Linked DNA regions of Ovis aries: region 1 is linked to region 2. Evidence: chromatin contacts called from public Hi-C data. All regions are on one chromosome and are shown on one strand. The core of a region is the stretch at or near the end of the contact, and the rest is flanking DNA. Distances in the headings are between cores, read along the strand shown. Region 1 holds the start of ETFBKMT (electron transfer flavoprotein subunit beta lysine methyltransferase). Region 2 holds the start of RESF1 (retroelement silencing factor 1).

The links. A called contact is a pair of places that touch in the nucleus more often than the background predicts.
Region 1: a contact with region 2 is called in a Hi-C map of liver, with 11 times the contacts expected there. The contact joins the promoter of ETFBKMT here to the promoter of RESF1 in region 2. A contact is called at or near these places in 10 of 16 Hi-C or Micro-C datasets (blood, hypothalamus, liver and 4 more).

What each region holds. Positions count from the first base shown.
Region 1 is chr3:183,805,415-183,808,483 of ARS-UI_Ramb_v3.0, forward strand. It overlaps ETFBKMT (electron transfer flavoprotein subunit beta lysine methyltransferase), which reads right to left and starts at 1,773. Exons shown (of 4, transcript XM_004006748.6): 1 at 1,609-1,773.
Region 2 is chr3:183,478,905-183,482,181 of ARS-UI_Ramb_v3.0, forward strand. RESF1 (retroelement silencing factor 1) reads right to left here and starts at 1,293. Exons shown (of 4, transcript XM_060413234.1): 1 at 1,259-1,293.

The sequences.
Region 1 (3,069 bases), core at 523-3,022, 330 kb after region 2:
GGTTAGAGATATATAAATTATACGGACCGGTCAATTAAGATAACCCTAGCATATGGGGACTTTCCTGGTGGTCCAGTGGTTAAGAATCCACCTTTCAATGCAACAGATTCAATCCCTGGTCTGGAACTAAGACCGCTTGTCACAACTACTGAGTCCTCATGTTCTACAGTCAGTGCACCACAGCTAGAGAAGCCTGTCCACTGCAACAAAGACCCAGCCCAACCGAAAAAAAAAAAAAAAGCCCTAGCATAAAACAGCAATGTAATTGTTTTTTTCCTAAAACAAACAAAAAATACTATGGATTTAATTGTAATAAAAGAATATCAAATCACTTTCTGTAAATACCTCTGATGAGTCATCTTCATGAAACCTAGACTTAATAGACATTTTGATTAAGAATAAGTAAGAATGAGGAAGAGAAGTTTAAACACAAATTATACACCAAGTTGTTTGGAACCTTTGGTCTGTTCTGCATAAATATTTTAAATAGTCTTAAATTCACCCAAATATTTAGAGTTGTTCAGTTGCTAAGTCAAGTCCGACTCTTTCAACACCATGAACTGCAGCGCTTCCAGGCTTCCCTGTCCTCCAGAGTTTGCTCAAACTCATGACCCTTGAGTCAGTGATGCCATCCAACAATCTCATCCTCTGTCACCCCCTTCTCCTCCTGCCCTCAATCTTTCCCAGCATCAGGGTTTTTTCCAATTAGTCAGCTCTCCCCATCAGGTGGCCAAAGCACTGAAACTTTAGCTTCAGCATCAGCATGAGTCCTTCCAATGAATATTCAGGTTTGATTTCCTTCAGGATTGACTGGTTTGATCTCCTTGCTGTCCAAGGGTAGGGGCCCCAAACTCAAATGCCTACCTGGGGCCAGACTGGTGATAAATGAGGGATGCAGGCTGGTTGCTGATAACAGAGAGGCTGTGGCAAACTAGAAAGTGTTTCAAAACAGTCCAACGGAGCCAGCAAGCTGTAGCCTGTCCTGGGACATATGGCCAGATCTTTCCATTTTTCGAGATAATCCACAGACTTCCCCCGCAGTCCAGTGGCTAAGACTCCCAATGAAGGGGGCACAATCCCCGCTCCTGGAACTAAGATCCCATCTGCTACAAGTCCCCACCCGAAAAATAACAATAAAATTCCCACTTTTAAACGCGGGAAATTAATTAAAATGTCAAGACAGAAGGAGGGTCAAAATGCCTGTCAGGCCACTAGTCTGTGAACTCGGGATAGATTTTAAGTGGGTGTCAGCCCACATTTATGCCCTTGTAATCACATGCTCTCTTAACAGCCTGACCTCACTGGACTAATTGTGTAGGAAGGATTGGGTAAGCCCTTGAGTCTAAGGTTTAAAAAGAAAGCAGAGCAAATACGAGACGATTTTGGACATAGTGTCATCCAAACCGATGCCGCTCCCTCCCACGCCAAGAACCAATGAAGCATCTGTTATGAATATGTGATTAAGCGGGGGACACTGGGTATTTGGATTAATTAGTAAGAAGACAGGTTTAAAAGTGCAAGCTCCAAAAGCGTCAGCACGTTATTTTCCTCCTAGGAGGACGGGAGTCAGCCTTAAAGGGGCAGGCACAGTCTTCCTTTTCTCCTTACCTGTCTGCGCTAACATCACCCTGGGGAGCAAAGCACAGGGCAAGTCAGTCACTTTGCCTTTGCGCCTCTTTTGGCGCTTTCTTTACAACTGCACTCGGGATCCAGAGTTCCCGGCGTAGCCTGCTACCAGCACCCCTGTCCCCGCCCTTGCCCTGACCTCCTGCTCCGCCTTCCTTCCCGGCAGCGCTCTCTCCCTTCACTTAAAGGGCTTCTTAAAGGGACAGAATGTGAAACCAGAGGGTGCCCTGACCTCGCTTGGAAAATAAGGGAATGTCAAATACTGATTTCTAAAAAATATGCTCTAAAGCCGTGGAGCATCTGCTTTGTGCTAATCACACTTCTAGGTACTGGGCATAGGGTGGTGAGGCAAATAGACACAGTAGAAACCCTTAATGACCCACTCAACTGAGATTAAATCATAATATGTCCTCCCTATTATAATAATTTTCATGCACGTACAATCTTTTTTGTTTAATTGTAACTTGTCATTTCAATTAATGCTCACTGATTCTATTGTTAGTCATAATTCCTAATAGATGTTCAAGATCTAGAGACTTCCCTGGCAGTCCAGTGGTTAAGACTCTCATTATCCCAATGCAGGGGGAATGATCCCTTGTCTGAAAACTAAGATCCCACATGCCACACTGTGTGGCAAAAAAAAAAAAAAAATCCAGATCGGTTTGTCTCAGGATTTTAGTTTTTAACCAGCTAATGTATTCTATCACAGAGACAGTTTTCAAATTGATCTTTCCATTCCTCTTGCCTTGCCCTTAGTTCTGGCTTGTGATTGCTCGCCTGAATTCCAGCAACTGGTCTCTCTGCAATCCTGCCTTTTCTATCCCATTCACTATTGTGCAATTTAAATGTTTTTTTTTCCTGAAACTTTCATTCCATAGTCCAAAATAAAAGGATTCCTACAAGATAAGCTAAGCAGATAAGCCAAGAGAAACAGACTGTAAGCCGTGAGAAGCAAACCTGGACTTTCTTCTCTATTGTTTGCTGTTGATTTTTTTATTTTTATTTATGTATTTATTTTTGTCAAGGGGCAAAATCTTAGTTCCTTGATCAGGGATTGAACCTGTGCTCCCTGCAGTGGAAGCCTGGAGTCTTTACCGCAGGACAGCCAGGGAAGTCTCTTTTGTTCTTTTTAACTGAGAGAAAGAATTGTCTCTCTTTTATCAACATTGACCCAAATGCAACCAAGCAGACCTGTCAATTGTTTGGTAACAACTGAGCTATCATCTGACCTTGTGATTTTTGCCTTTAAATATCTGCCTGCATCTTTGTACACGTTCCAATTCCCTAATAACTGGACACTCTTGCAAGTTAAAAAATATATATTTCATACTCAAATTTGTCTTTCAAGGTTTTTTTGAACAAGTTATTTAAGTATACTTATTAGCTGTGTGACCTTGGGCACATTATTAAACTTTCCTAATTAATAGGGATCAGGATATGCCA
Region 2 (3,277 bases), core at 43-2,542:
AGGGACAGCAGTAAACATTTTATAATTGACAATAAATTCAATATAAAATTTGTAATTGTATTTTTATTTATATAAAATTCACATTAAACTTATAATAAAGATACATACTAATTTGCTTACTTGATATGACATTGCCGCTCAAACTGTGTTAAGGCTGGATCAAAAGCAAACTAAGCTTACTGAATTCTTAAGAAGACAAAGTAACAAACAGAACTGGGTCTGCTGTAAATTACCATTTACTTTTTAAGTTATAATTCAACTGCACGCCTCCTGATCCACTCCTTCTATCACTCTGAACACTTTCAACTTAACAATTCTTTATCGAATTAGTAAATGAGAATCCAACTGCACAGGAAAAAATAAAACGCTAACTCTTTCATGTTAACACCGATTAGAACTCATCTGATTTAGAGTTAACGCATCAATCAGAAAAATCCCCGAACAAGCTCCGCGACCCGTCTATTTAAATGCACCCTAGCTCATCCCCTTCACCTACTCTTTTTATTTTGAAGGCAAGCATTAAAATATTACAAATAAATTGTTTTCACTGAACCATTCTCTGAAAACTTGCTGTTCCCAAAGGACATCTGCTTAGGAAATTCGTATCCCTCGAGAACATCTAAAATCGGTACGCATTTGTGCATTTAAAAATGCCTCGAGGGACTAACTACTGCTGAGGAACGGAAAGCAACTCCAGCACAAACGTTGTTTGCGGGCCACTTGGAGACGCAAGCTGAGCAATTTTGTTTTGGGAGGTTCGGCCTAATGGGGGTGGGGAGGAAGGGAATACTGGAAAAATAATTCAAAACAAAGATTTTTTTTTTCAAGCCAGCGACAGGAAATCATTAAAAACATAAGCCACTCTCACATCCATCAGTCTAACCAATCGCCTTGCAGTTTAACAAAATGCGTCCTCGCAGTCGCCACCCGCGACCTCTATGGTGAGGAAAGGCGTTCTGCAGAAAACACCCGGCGAGGCGCCGCCCTCCGATTAGGGGTCGACATCCGCCCCGGTTCCCGGCCCTCCCCGCGCGGTGGGCGGGCACCAAGCCGAGCCCGACGGGCCAGCCCTCACCGCTGGCCCGAGACCCGAGCCCCCGGAGCTGCCGCTGAGTCCCCACCACAGAACAAAAGCACTCGCCGCCGCACACCCAGCCCTCGCCTGCGGGCACTTGGGCTGCCGGTGCCCCACCCCGCCGCGCCGAGAACCCGAGGAAACGTGCGAGTGCCGGCGGGAACCAGGTCCCCACTTACCTACCGGAGCTGAACCCAACCTGGGCGAGCGGGGAAAACGCAGCGCCTCTCGGCCCCGGAGTTTAAGTCAACTCGGGTCCGCCTCCAGGGGCGGGTCGAGGGGGAGGCCCACTCCCGGAAAGCCAACCCCGCCCCGGCGCAACGGCAGTAGCGAGACCTGGTATCCGGTACCGGGGTCCTAGTGCCGCTCGGATGAAGTAGAGTCCGGGGAGCCCGGTCCTCCAGTTTCTCCCAAGCTTGCACAGCCAGCTCATGTATCTGAAGAAGAAAACTTCTCCAACAGTGGCTGTCTTTAACTTACATCAGAATCTTTTGAAGGTTGTTAAAAAGGGACTGAAAAGCACCACCTACAAAATTACCCATTCAGTAAGTCTAACTCCGGGGTGAAAACGTATATTTCTAACAAAGGGGAACATCCTTTAACAGAGAAACTTTCTCGAAGGAAATAGACTCTTTTTGCCTGAAGGTTTCTATAGATCAAAGTTGTGAAAATTAATACAGTAAAGGGAAACCTCACCAAAATAGAGTTGAGAGGCCAGAAGGGGGAGCTGTCATACAGTTCGGTACCACTCTCAGTAAATTACAGAAAGAATTGTCAATTACAGGGCCCAACAGGAAAAGATGTAAGCTGTCCAACAAACTTTTTGACCAACCCATACATTGCGGCTCCTAAAAGAAATAGACTACCCCACAACTCAGCCAATGAGAAACTGTCACCCTCACTTTTCCCCAATGATATTTCCTTCAAAAGAACTGCTCCCAAACTCAATTTTCTCCATAAAGTAACTTTGCTTTGTTTGTTGGACTCTGGCTTTTGCTACAGTTTGCTTGACCCAAATTGCAGTTTAGTTACCAAATGCAAACTGACACTGCCTGCTGCATGACTTGCCAATAAATCGAGGGGCCAGTTGTTGGAACAAAGAATAGTGACTTTATTCAGAAAACCAGCAGACAGAAAAGATGGCAGACCAGTGTCCCGAAGAAACATCTTAAACCTGAATTAGAATTCAGGCTTCTTTTATACTAAAGGGGGAGGGAGTGTGGTTGGCTGTTGCAGGTATGAAGGTGTGACCTTCTTGGTGCAGGTCATACCCCCAAGGTGATGTGATAACCCTCTGCTCCTGCAGCTATCCACATAGGTCTGGTTATGATGGTCCTGTAAACATAAAACAAGACAATTGTTATTCTCTGTTCTGTAATTTTTTATCTCTGCATAAAAGAAAATTGGGCTTTCCTGGTGGCTTAGTGGTAAAGACTCTGCCTGCCAATGCAGGAGAACCAGATTTGATCCCTGGGTCAGGAAGATCCACTGGAGAAGGAAATGGTAACCCACTCCAATATTTTTTGCCTGGTAAATCCCATGGACAGAGAGACTGGTGGGCTATGGTCTATGGGGTCATAAAAGGGTAACAGTAACCAAACAGCAAACGAAAACTGTCACATATTTAAAGGTCAAGCCTGGGAGGCAGAGCCTTGAGAACAAGACTATCATGTACATTTCAGGCTACAGGCAACATTCTTTTGGACAAAGCTGCAGAACCAGCATGACTGAGCACCAGCAAAAGGTTAGAGCTAAAGGAACAGATCCAGTACGGTATCAGGTTTGTTCTTTGTGTTACAAGCCCCTGCTATTCTAGAATAAACCCATTTTTAGCTGGGAAAATAACTTTCATTTTTAAAGTCAACAAAGTAAACAAGTGAATCTGAGTGAATAAGAATGAGAAAGGGCAGAGGTGCTTAGTTCTTGCAATATACAGGAAAGGGTATTCCTTTGCCTTCATGACCCTGCCACTCACTAGACATACAGCTTTGGGGAAATTACTTAACCTGTCTCTGCTCAGATTTCTCATCTGTAAATTGAGAATAACATTAATATTTACCTCAGGATCGTTGGGATACTTACATCAACTAATACATGGCTAAAAGCAGTTCTTGGAATATGGGGTGGTATACTTGGGTAACATAAGGGGTTTTCTAGAACCTAAGCCACACAAGTCAGCAAACAGAAATGAACCCAAGAAAC